2 separate regions of the Mus musculus genome follow, and region 2 is linked to region 1. Evidence: chromatin contacts called from public HiChIP or PLAC-seq data. All regions are on one chromosome and are shown on one strand. Each heading gives the region's core, a stretch centred on a gene start, on an enhancer-like site or on the middle of the called end of the contact. The rest is flanking DNA. Distances are from core to core; before and after follow the strand shown. Region 1 holds the start of Nt5c1a (5'-nucleotidase, cytosolic IA). Region 2 overlaps Pabpc4 (poly(A) binding protein, cytoplasmic 4).

Region 1 (5,595 bases), core at 1,968-4,467:
GCATTGTATTCTAATACTGTTGCGGTTTTATGGTGGGATACTCTTCCCTTGAAAAATGATGGTTCCCAGGACAGAATCCTGTCTTCTATCCAAGTCACTCTGCTACAACATAATTGAGGTGGGCCTCAGGAACCTTCAGGGGTTGGTTGTCCAGCCTCCAAGTGGGTCTGAAAAAACAGGTGACTAGATCTGTACAGAGCCCGGAGAAGCTGAGCCCTTGTAGACTAACCCTCTTGTGCTTGTCCAGGTTTCTTAGCATCCAAGTTATGTGTGCACCCCAATCAGAAAGTCCATTCCAGGCTAGGGATTGGGTCAGAACAACCAGGGTCTCAGCTTGGGAGTACTGAGCTGCAGGGAGCCATGATCTTGCCAGCTCTCTGGGATTTAGGCTGATCGCTACGGCTTGGGGATGAGGGTGGAAGAATGAATAGAGAGCAGCTCAGCCCCACTGGCCTGCCTGCGGAGCTCCTACTTAGACCAACAATCTGTCTATTGCACTCAAGATAGGAATGTAGCCAAAGAAGCTGTTATTTCTGGAAGGACACAGGAGGGATGGGAGAGACGAGGACAGGATAGCTCTGGGTGAAGGCCCCTGACCCCAAGAGATGAGGGTCTCTGATGGTCTTCACTAGGTTAAATATTTTACTTAAGCTCTTGGGAATGATAATGAGGCCAGGCCAGGCCCCGATGGGGCCCATGAGGCTTACAACCCCCAAAATAGCCCATGGGAGGAGGGGCTATGGCAGGAAAGACAGGAGCTGGGAACTTCACCTAATCAGACCAGGGTTCAAGGCCAATGGGGGGACATGACTGATCATGGCCTGGTTCTCTGATGCTCAGGGAGGAAGTGGATTTTTGAACAATGAAGGTTCTCTCCTGTTTTCCAGCAGGCTCTCCTCCCCATCCCCGGGACCAGACATTATTTGTCCAGCTTTGCTATCTCATTAGCAAGACTGCTGCCAGACCCGCCCTTTTCAATCCACCCGATAAACAGCCCAGTGTGATTTTCATAAAATGAAAGTGGAACCAAATTAATCCCTGATAAGTAATAATAATAATAATAATAATAATAAAGATCCTGCAACAGTTCCATTATGATGCTGATATTTTTAAAGGTAGGTTGACCATTTAGTCAAATGAATTCTTAGGCAGAACTCCCCCCCCCCCCGCCATGTGTAAACCAAGGATATAACTGCTATACATCTCTTTTACAATTCAGCTCTTATATCTATACATCTATATGAGTGCATTTGTTGCAAAACTAATCAATAAAACAACACCTTGGGAACTGGAGAGATGGCTCAGTAGTTAAGAGCCCTGACTGATCTTCCGGAGGTCCTGAGTTCAATTCCCAGCAACCACATGGTGGCTCACAACCATCTATAATGGGATCCGACGCCCTCTTCTGGTGTGTCTGAAGACAGCAACAGTGTAACCACATACATGAAATAAATACATCTTAAAACAAACATACAAACAAAACAACAACAAGAAAACCCCAGCAGTTTAGGTGACAATATGTTTGAAAGCAGGGGTTAGGTCGCCACCATAGACACAAGAAGTTTCAGTATCCAGCCAATTTATTTTTATGTTTCTGCACAGTTCTGAGAGAGTCCAGTTTGCACCCCCAAATACTTGAACATGGGAAGAGCTGCTTTATTTTCAAATATTTAAAGTACTCTTTCTAAAAGAAAGGATTCACAGGTCTGAAGACTGCTTGAGACACAGGGTTCCACAGAACCCAGCGTGAAAGCCTCAGCCCCGTTAAATAAGGTTCTGGCCCTTTCACAAGGTACTCAGTCAGAGGGGTCCCTTGCCTGGGAGCCTTTTGAGTCCTTGTAACACTTTCCCCAATGATCCTGCATGTCTAAGTGTGAATTCTGAACAAGTTCTTGAGCTTCAAAGACAGCTTCTTGCTTTTCACTCACTCCTCTGCCCCTCCCACCCTCCCAGGAGATCCCACCCACTGAAGCTTTAAGATCAGCTCAAAAGTCATTATCCCAAAGCCTTCTCAGTGGCAGTCACCCCCTCCCCCCCAGTGCTCCCACAGCATGTAGGATCTTTTACCTGAGAATCCACCATCTCTAGAGCCTCCGTGGTCACACTCCAAACTCCTGAGACAGGCAGACCACACTTAATATCTCTGTCACCAGGATGAGCCAAGGCCTAGAGGTGACTGTGGATGGGGTAGCCTCCTGGGTAAAGTCGTTGTAGTGAAGCAGTGGAATGCTTTAAGGTCGGACTGGAAGTCCTTGTGTAACGCCTTTGGGTCCCTTTCTATTCTCAATCCCTTGCCCAAGTTCCTGGGTCTAAGGCGGAGAGGCGTGAACAACGCTAAGGTATCATGAACTTTCCTAACAGAGGAAGAGGAATGCTTGCCTCTGTGTGAAGTTGCAAATGGTTGATGCCACCACTGAGATCAGAAGCAATGTCTAAGGTGCAAAGCCCAGCGCTGGGAGCTCCAGAGCCTGGGAGCAAAGCCCTGAGCCTAGAGCAAGTAATCGTTCCTTTAAGATGCAGGGAGAGTGACCTGATCCCCCGGGGTCTGGGTATTCAGTTAGAGCCCAAACGCCGAGGCTTGGGCCAGGAAGCTGAACTGACTGCACAGATGGAGGAGACCTGAGAGCCCAGCGAGCAACCGGGTTCCCAGAGTCGAGTTAGGAGTTACGGAGCCCAGGGCGCTGCTCCCGGGTTGCTGACCAGCTCTGCCAACAAGTGCAGTCCGCGCGTTCAGGTTGCCAGCGCCGGAGGGGATAGGCCCCTGATGACAGCATGGGGGAGGGGTATTCTGGAGTAGAACCTGAGCCCGGGATTGGGGGGAGGGGGTGCGGAGGCACTGCCACTATAGCAGAGCTCCCAAAATAAACTGGAGCCCCAGCCAACTGCTGGGCACATTCTGGGGCGGAGGAGCCTTGTCACCTTCGGGAGGGGTTCCACGAGGCCCTTTCCAAAGGGCTTGAGACCCGTCCCTAGAAATGGCCCTTCCCGTGTCCCCCCAAATCCAAGCCCTACTTTTACCGATTTGGGTTTCTTCTTGGACGAGAGGTTGTCATAGAAAGTCTTGGCTTCCTCCCAGCGCGGTACCGCGGCGGTCTCTGCCCCTGGCCCGGGTTCGCGGGCCTCCCGGGGCTGCCCTGGTTCCATGCTCCGACTCGGATTCTATCCGGCCCGGCGGGAGAAGACAGCAGTGGAGACGCGGAGCTCTCGGCACCGGGCTGAGGGAGGGAGGCGCGTCCCGGGTGGGAGAGGCAGGCGGGCAGGGCCGGGAGGGAGTGCGAGTGAGCCTGCCCCGCCCGCCGGGGGTGGGGGGTGGGGGGGACCGTCAGGTCCGAGCCGCCCTCTTGGCATTTAGGGGAACTCTGATTCCTCGACCGACCCGGGTCTGAAGCAAATGGGGAGCAGGTGCAGTCTGCTTTCTGGAGCAGGCCGAGTGGAGCCAGGCTTGTGGAGTACTGCGGCTTCGGGGTTGCGGGGATGAAGTTCAAGGGCACCGAGAGAGGAGGAAGCCTAACATTTTCCCCTCCTAACACGATAATGCCCAAACCAGAAAATGAATAGTAAGCGCTCCTCCAAACTAACAGGTCTCCTACCCCTATCAGATGCCAGCATTGGACCCTGCGTGATCCGTCGCCTTTCTCCACATTCCAGTCTATCCTTGGACCCAGGGAAGTGTTGGATGGACAGCCTGGTTCATGAACAGGAAGCCTCATTGCGTGTAGGGGAAAGTGTGGGACACAGTTCTTACACAGGCGAAGGGGCTCTTGAATCTAAGGCGATGTTATGCTCGCCTAATGGGCGACACAGTCAAGAGTGATTCCAAGGGACTGGATTCATGTCGGCTCCCCTGTTGGCCAGCAGGGGGCGTGCATTTTCAAGTCCCGCGCGCTGAACTTGAGATGGTTACAGTTGTGAGGAAAGGAAGGGAGGAATGGAGTCTAGAACCCAAAGGATTTTAGCCTAGCATTTTGGAATTTCAGGGTATTTTTCACGCTGGTGCAGAGCTCTGAATTATCTGCCTCAAGGCAGAGCCATCTCTCCGACATGGATTGGAGATGCCTGAAAAACATTGGTTTAGCTGACGGGTGGTGGTGGTGGTGGTGGTGGTGGTGGTGGTGGTGGTGGTGGTGGTGGTGAGGTTCCTTTGCCTGAGACCCCTGGGACAGAGTGGAGCTCTGTCCAGCCTCCACCATGTCTAGAAGGAACCAAGTAAACTTTGTACTGTAGTTATTTCCTCCTGATCGAAACACTCCCTCCTGGGAGGCTCTGAGGCCCAAGAAACTCAAAAGATTCGGGGAGCCTAGAGAATTCTAAAGATTTGGGGTCCCTGCCTAGTTATACAGATATCAAAGTTACCCGCTGTTGGGAGAGGAAGGGCACCTTTGGTGGTGTAGCTGCCCTCAGGTCACACAGGGAACTCCAGTGTTTCAGTTTTCCTGAGTCAGCACCCGTGCTGGGCTTTTTGGTGATGCAGTTTCCAGAGTTGCTCAGATTCCTGTAAATAACCCTCACCCACACACATGTTAGTAACCCCAGTGAACTCACCAGCTCAGTAAGCCGAGCCTTTGGGTACCACCCTTTATCTGGAGTGAACAGAGATATCTCCACTGGAAAAGCAGTAGCGTAGATTTGGGTAAATGAGAGGGGAAGTTAAAAAATAATAAGATTGGTAAAGTAAGTTCAGATGTTTCCAGATTTGGATGGATTGGGGTGTGTGTGTGTGTGTATGAGAGAGAGAGAGAGAGAGAGAGAGAGAGAGAGAGAGAGAGAGAGAGAGAGAGATTTGCTTACATAAAAGGGAATCCATCCCCAGCAATTTGGATCTGTGTGGCTGGCTTGAAAGGATGACCTGGGAAAGTCAAATTTCCCTTTCTTTAGAATGTGGGGTTGGGTGTCAGCCTCAGGCAAGACAGTGGGTGTTATGAAGTGTTAGACGTCCACCTAAATGAGCCCCTGCAGAGTGGTCAAACTCCACCTCAAACAGAGGGATGTGAGCAGAGAAGTCTTTGTGAGCCAACTGAGGTGACCACCAGGTAGAATATGGGGACGAACGGACGGACAGAGGACCCCGTGAGTGAAGCCTTGCCCCGAGGGTGCTGCCTCTGGTCACAGCTCCGTAAGCCCTGGCTATTGTGGCTCTCTCCCGATTTCCATGACTTTCTCTTTTTAAAGGCTGAATGGTTGAGAAGTGGGGTGATTACTCCCTGCAGCGGGGCTGGGGTCCTGGAAATGTAAGTTAGCTCAGTTTCCCACGGGGTTCTTTCTGCCGTTCAATGGATGTCCCAGAGAAGAAAGTTGGTAGCCATTCTTTCGCTTGATGCCCCTGCTTTCCTTGGCTACTTATGATAATAAGTCCATCTTCCCAGTCTTCAAGGAACAGCATGTGCTCAGCTATGTCCCTGGACTTACTGCCTGACAGAAGGATGACGGGGTCACTCCTTCTGAGTAGTCATATGGATGCTGGGAAACTTCCCCCTCCCCAACTTGTGTTGTTTGTTGGCTTTGTTTTGTTGCTTTTTGTTTGCTTGGTTTTTTGTTTGTTTGTTTGGTTTGGGTTTTTTTTTTTTTTTGTTTGTTTTTGATTTTGGTTTTTTGAGA
Region 2 (5,595 bases), core at 1,653-4,152, 100 kb before region 1:
CCCCCACAGTGACACACTTCCTCCAAGGCCATACCTACTCTAACAAGGCCATGGCTCCTAATAGTGCCACTCCCCATGGGCATTCAAATACATGAGTCTTTGGGGGTCAAACCTGTTCAAACCACCACATATACCTAAAATACTTGAGAGGCTGGGGCAGGAGGATTCCTGCTAGTTTGGGACCAATTAATCTACACAGTGAGTACCAAAAGCAGAGTAAAGTTATAGCATGTAACCCCAGCTCCAGAGGCGCGGACGCCCTCTTCTGGCCTCCTCGGCACCCACACTCACTAACATGTATACACACAGCACAGATAACTAAAAATAAATCTTTTTGTTTGAGATAGGGTCTATGTATCCCTGGCTGACTTGGAACTCACTATGTAGACCAAACTGGTCTCAAAATGAGATCCACCTGCCTCTTCCTCTAGATGCTGGGATTAAAAGCATGGACCACTATAGCCTGTGTCTTTGCAGTAATTTGATCCAGTAATTCTAATTCTAGGAATTTACCCTGAAGACTGCTGTAGGATGTGTTATGACCTCCCTCTGATTTATTATCAAATCAGCTGCAAGAGTCAATCACCTTCAATCTGGAGCGGACTTGGAAGATCATTTCAAGGCCACCCTCATGAAGATTAACTCTCTCTCTCTCTCTCTCTCTCTCACACACACACACACACACACACACACACACACACACACCATTTGTATGCAATTCTGCCCTAATTGCATGTGGCTTGTGGACTCAGGGTCTCAGGAGTTGGGGAGCTTGGGAAAAGTGGTTATCAGAGGGGAGGGGGACACTCCACCTCTATGGCTGTGGGGAAACCATCCATTCTTGTTATGTTCTCTCTTGCAGCTGTCTGAGGCCACCTCATGTCAGTAATGCATCACCTATGCCCTGTAAGGAAGCCTGATAAACTCACTGGGTGACAGCTAGAATCCTATGTCCAGCTGGTATCAGGAGCTTCTCGGGGGAGTTCTGGCTAAATATACCTCTAAATGTGCGTTGTTAGAACAGCCACTGCCTGCAAGGCCATGCACAGGGCCCTGGGTGAATCGGTGATAGTCAGTCTACCCATGGACTAGGAAAGGGCAAGGAAGCCAAGACCTGATGCTGACTGAATTCCAGAAGCCGCTACACGAAAGAACAAAAGTTCAAAAAGAATATCTGTATCTGAAAAGAACAAAACCAAACCTAAGGATTTGCCAGGATCGGTTAATACGGTTTGCATGGTTGTGGGGGGAATCTTTAGGTTATGAGGACTCCGCCATACTGAGTCGCCTTTGAAGGTGACGCCTGCCCCTGGTTCTGCCTATCGGGTGCTCCTGCACCATGAGCATGCCTTCCCTGCGGTGAGAAACAGAGATCCCTTCCTCCTGAGTCGCTCCTGTCCTGGACTTTATTCCAGTGATGAAAAGCATAAAGAAACCAGGCAGGCCTACCATGAGCTGGAGGGGGTGAGAAGCAGAAGCAATTTCACTGTAGAATTCCTGGCGTGGTTTTCAATCTTTAGTGTGCGGACAGGTGTTTTTGTTTTGCCTGCATGTATGTCTACCTACCACTTGTGTTATTGGTGCCCACAGAGGTCAGAAGGTATTAGATACCCTAGAAGTGAAATGACAGAATGTGTGAGCCACCATGTGGGTGATGGGAATCAAATCCATGCCCTCTGATGCAACGAGTGCTCTTAACCACCGAGTCAGCTCTCTAGCCTGGTTTTACAGTAGGTGGAAGGTAGTCTTTATTTAAAAAAAGAAAAAAAGTGGTAGCAAGTGCTTTTAATCTTAGTACTCAGGATCTGTGAGTTCGAGGCCAGCCTGATCTACAAAGTGAGTTCTGAGACAGCCAAGGCTACACGGAGAAATCCTGTCTTGAAAAACCAACAATAAGTAAATAAATAAGATGGGCAGTGTCACACACCTTTAATCCCAGCACTCAGGAGGCAGCGCCTTCCGGGTCAGGGTCAGGCTTTCCTATGGATCACAAGTTCCATACAGCCACGGCTACCGGATGAGACGCTCTCACTATTATTAATAACAAGACTGAAAGGCAAGCATAATGATGTAGGCCTTGTGATCTCAGCATCAGACAGGCTGAGGCAGGAGAATCACTTTTTTTTTTTTTTCTTTTTTTTTTTCCGACAGGGTTTCTCTGTGTAGTCCTGGCTGTCCTGGAACTCACTCTGTAGACCAGGCTGGCCTCAAACTCAGAAATCCGCCTGCCTCTGCCTCCCGAGTGCTGGAATTAAAGGCACACGCCCCCGGCTAAGGCAGGAGAATCTTAAGTTTCAGGTTACAACAGTGAGACCCTGTGAGGGGGAAAAATAATCTCAAAAATGAAGCCTGATAACTTTGCCCTACCAAGTGACAGCAGATATTTCTGAGTCCACTCCATGTACTGCCTCAAGGGACGCACTCTGGTCAAGTCAGCTTGACAGGCTGTGAGGCCTGGAAGCGCTCATGAGGCAAAGAGTTTCACGGAAGCTCACCTCCTGGAGTTTTGGCGTTCTTATTAACCCATATACTCATACCCTATTCCCGAGTTAGTCTGGTGTATGGATCCACGTGCTCTCTTTTAGTATTATCTTATTATAAGTGCCTTTTAAGATTGAATTCTGACATAGCTAAGCCTTCACCAGTGTTCCAACGTCCTAGAAAGTCCTTGAGCTGAGCATGGGCTTGGAATTCAGGAAGAATGTTGCCTGTTCAGTGACATTCAGAATAGCCTCTGGTACTACACTATCACTTAGAATAAAAGCCAAGTCATATACAGGAATTTACAATGGTTTAGGAAGTAGATTGGGCTGTGGCTTTAGAGTATTGCATTATTCATGAGATGGTTAGCTAGAACGGAACTCCCTAACTAGAACCATGACTTGGGTGTGGAAGCCCTTGCCCTAGGAGTGTAAAGACCTCACACCTGGCTTCTAAGACTACAGCTGACCTTAGATAGAGCTGACTTTGTCTCAGTTGTTTTATTGCCCAGTTCCGGCCAGTCTTTGTGTTTACATTCCTCTGTTTTGTGTAAGAGTCATTAAGCATCCGGTAAAAAATTTAAAATTCTTAAATTTAAGAATTTAAGAGTAAATGGGGCATTTACTGTTTCCTTTCGACTGGTGCTGAGTGGAAAATAATCTTATTCCCTTATGTACATGTACTAGCTACACAAACGTGTATCCAAAAAGCCCGATTACCCATAGGTATAGGAAGGAAATTATATGCCTAAGAGTTGAATGTCAGCAAAGCAAGAAAATGCTGATCAGAGACAAGAGGAAACACTGGGTCAGAGTATTCGAGTGTTCTCTGGGGGAAACTCAGTAGTTAGACCAGCTGCTACAAGGCCCGAAGACAGATCTCAGTCCTAAGCTTCCGGGAGTCACAGTGACTCAACTGCACTGTACAGTACTGCACAGTACCCAAATGCAGAGCTGGGGCAAACTGAACACAACCAAACTCAGGCAGGCTCAGGGAGACTCACCTGCCCACTGCCAGGTTTAAAGACTAAGGGGCCACATGCAAATGACATAAGCCTTAGAAGCTGGGGAAGAAACAGCCTCCCCTGCAGGCTCCAAGAGGACAGTCCTACAACACTGCAATCTTTTTGCTCAGTAAAACCTACTTTGCAGAAATGCAACCAAACCTCTGATGACCTTTTTTTAAAAAAAGATTTTATGTTGAGTACACAGCAGCTGTACAGATAGCTATGAGCCTTCATGTGGTGGTTGGGAATTGAATTTTTAGGACCTCTGCTTGCTCTGGTCAAACCTGCTTGCTCAGTCCCTGCTCACTCCAGCCCAAAGATTTATTATACATAAGTACACTGTAGCTGACTTCAGATGCACCAGAAGAGGGCGTCAGATCTCATTACAGATGGTTGTGAGCCACCACGTGGCTGCTGGGATTTGAGCTCAGGACCTTCTGAAGAGCAGTCAGTGAGCCATCTCGCCAGCCCCTTCTGATAACCTTTTAAAAGCACCCCCACCCGCCACATCCCTGCCAAGCCTGTAGCCTACCGATCACTTGTGTGGTCTCTGAGTGACAGAGGTCAAAGATCAGGTGATTTTCCTCTATCAACCCCCATCTTTAAGATATAACTGTAGCTGTGTACGTTCACAAGTGAAGGTGCCCAAGGAGGGGCAGAGGTCTGAGAACCCCTGGAGTTAAGATGGTTTTAAGCCTCAATGTGTCCAGAAATATTAAGACTGGCTAGAAACTCAGGAGCAGATTGTTTCTCCAGAGATCAGAGTCAGAATCCTCAATTGCCTCTAATTCCAGCTCCTGCAGTCTTTGGACCCAAGAGTATCCACATGGACACTTTTTTCCGAGACAGGGTTTCTCTATATAGCTCTGGCTGTCCTGCAACTCACTTTGTAGACCAGGCTGGCCTTGAACTCAGAAATCTGCCTGCCTCTGCCTCCCGAGTGCTGGGATTTAAAGGCTTGTGCCACCATGCCTGGCTACATGGACACTTTTTAAAAACCCCCAAAACCTTACAGTTTGGGCTTTTGGACCTGTTACTTAAAAGGAGACCAATTCTTATGGGAAACTACCCATAGCCCTAAGGCAGGCTTGGCTGGAAGATAGGAAGGCAGCTGACCGTGGCCAGCACTTGGGACTCTGATATCATGGGACTCCTGAGCATTTCCCCAGAGCAGAAGCCTTGCTGCAGAAACTGGCCAACTGCACGCTGACGTAAGCAGGAGGCAACCGAACTTTACTCCAGTGAAGAGGACGGAGGCTTTGGCCAATGGGCTAGCAAATCCTACCCTGTCCCTAGGGTTTGCAGCGACCCCACAGATCCTGGACTTTCCTGGTGTTAGCATTCTACATTCAAGTATAAAGATTCTGCCATGGTATGCAGAGCGCATTCTAGGACAACTCAATTCACAGTTCACTCTTTTCATGCTTGGGTTGGGTTGGCTCCAAACTCACTGGGCATTACTGCCCTGTAATTCCTGGTCATTCTGACTCCAGCTGGGATCACAGATGCTGGCCAGGAGCCCAGGGGCTTGGTACATGCCAGGCAAGCTCCACCCCAACCCATTTAAATTACCACATGCTTGCTAGCCCAATTACATCCTAAAAATAAAGAAAAGTAGCCGGGCGTGGTGGAGCACGCCTTTAATCCCAGCACTTGGGAGGCAGAGGCAGGCAGATTTCTGAGTTCGAGGCCAGCCTGGTCTACAGAATGAGTAGTTCCAGGACAGCCAAGGCTACACAGAGAAACCCTGTCTCAAAAAACCAAAAGGGAAAGTAAATTTATTTAATATATGCAGAGCCCAACAGTTCTAGCAAAAGCCCAAGATTGTAACATAAAACTGGCATCAAATTCAGCCATATTTATGGAGATTTTATTTCCTTTATTTGAGAAACTTAAGTCTTGGGTACATCAAAACCAATTTCTGGGATGAGGGAAAAAAAAAACCAGAACCCATAATAGAAAAAAAAAAGTTATCATCTGGGTCACAACAGAACCCAGAGAATATATTCTTATAATTGAAAAACTTATAGGTGCTTCATAATTGACCTTCTGATACAAAATGACCTATTGAATTTGCAACTTGGTTCTTGGTGTGGAGGTCCACAGAC

The links. HiChIP or PLAC-seq counts read pairs in DNA pulled down with a chosen protein or histone mark.
Region 2: an H3K27ac HiChIP or PLAC-seq map of embryonic stem cells shows a contact between it and region 1, with 5 read pairs. The contact joins the enhancer-like site here to the promoter of Nt5c1a in region 1. A contact is called at or near these places in 8 of 39 promoter capture datasets (the 3T3-L1 cell line, cranial neural crest, embryonic stem cells and 4 more), 2 of 15 datasets of contacts at CTCF or cohesin (the NIH/3T3 cell line and embryonic stem cells), 3 of 484 Hi-C or Micro-C datasets (the HL-1 cell line and embryonic stem cells), 1 of 115 datasets of contacts at active chromatin or transcription factors (embryonic stem cells) and 2 of 9 other capture datasets (adipose tissue and liver).

What each region holds. Positions count from the first base shown.
Region 1 is chr4:123,199,107-123,204,701 of GRCm38.p6, reverse strand. It overlaps Nt5c1a (5'-nucleotidase, cytosolic IA), which reads right to left and starts at 3,217. Exons shown (of 6, transcript NM_001085502.2): 1 at 3,019-3,217. The coding sequence starts at 3,144.
Region 2 is chr4:123,298,573-123,304,167 of GRCm38.p6, reverse strand. Pabpc4 (poly(A) binding protein, cytoplasmic 4) reads right to left here. Exons shown (of 15, transcript NM_130881.3): 15 at 5,243-5,595. Among named protein-coding and RNA genes, the nearest start is that of Gm22154, 8.2 kb to the right of the region's middle. Within about 2 kb of position 2,902, at least 11 of the 459 cell types and tissues checked have an H3K27ac peak or open chromatin away from gene starts, as enhancers often do. A contact at or near this core is called in embryonic stem cells, where this site is marked.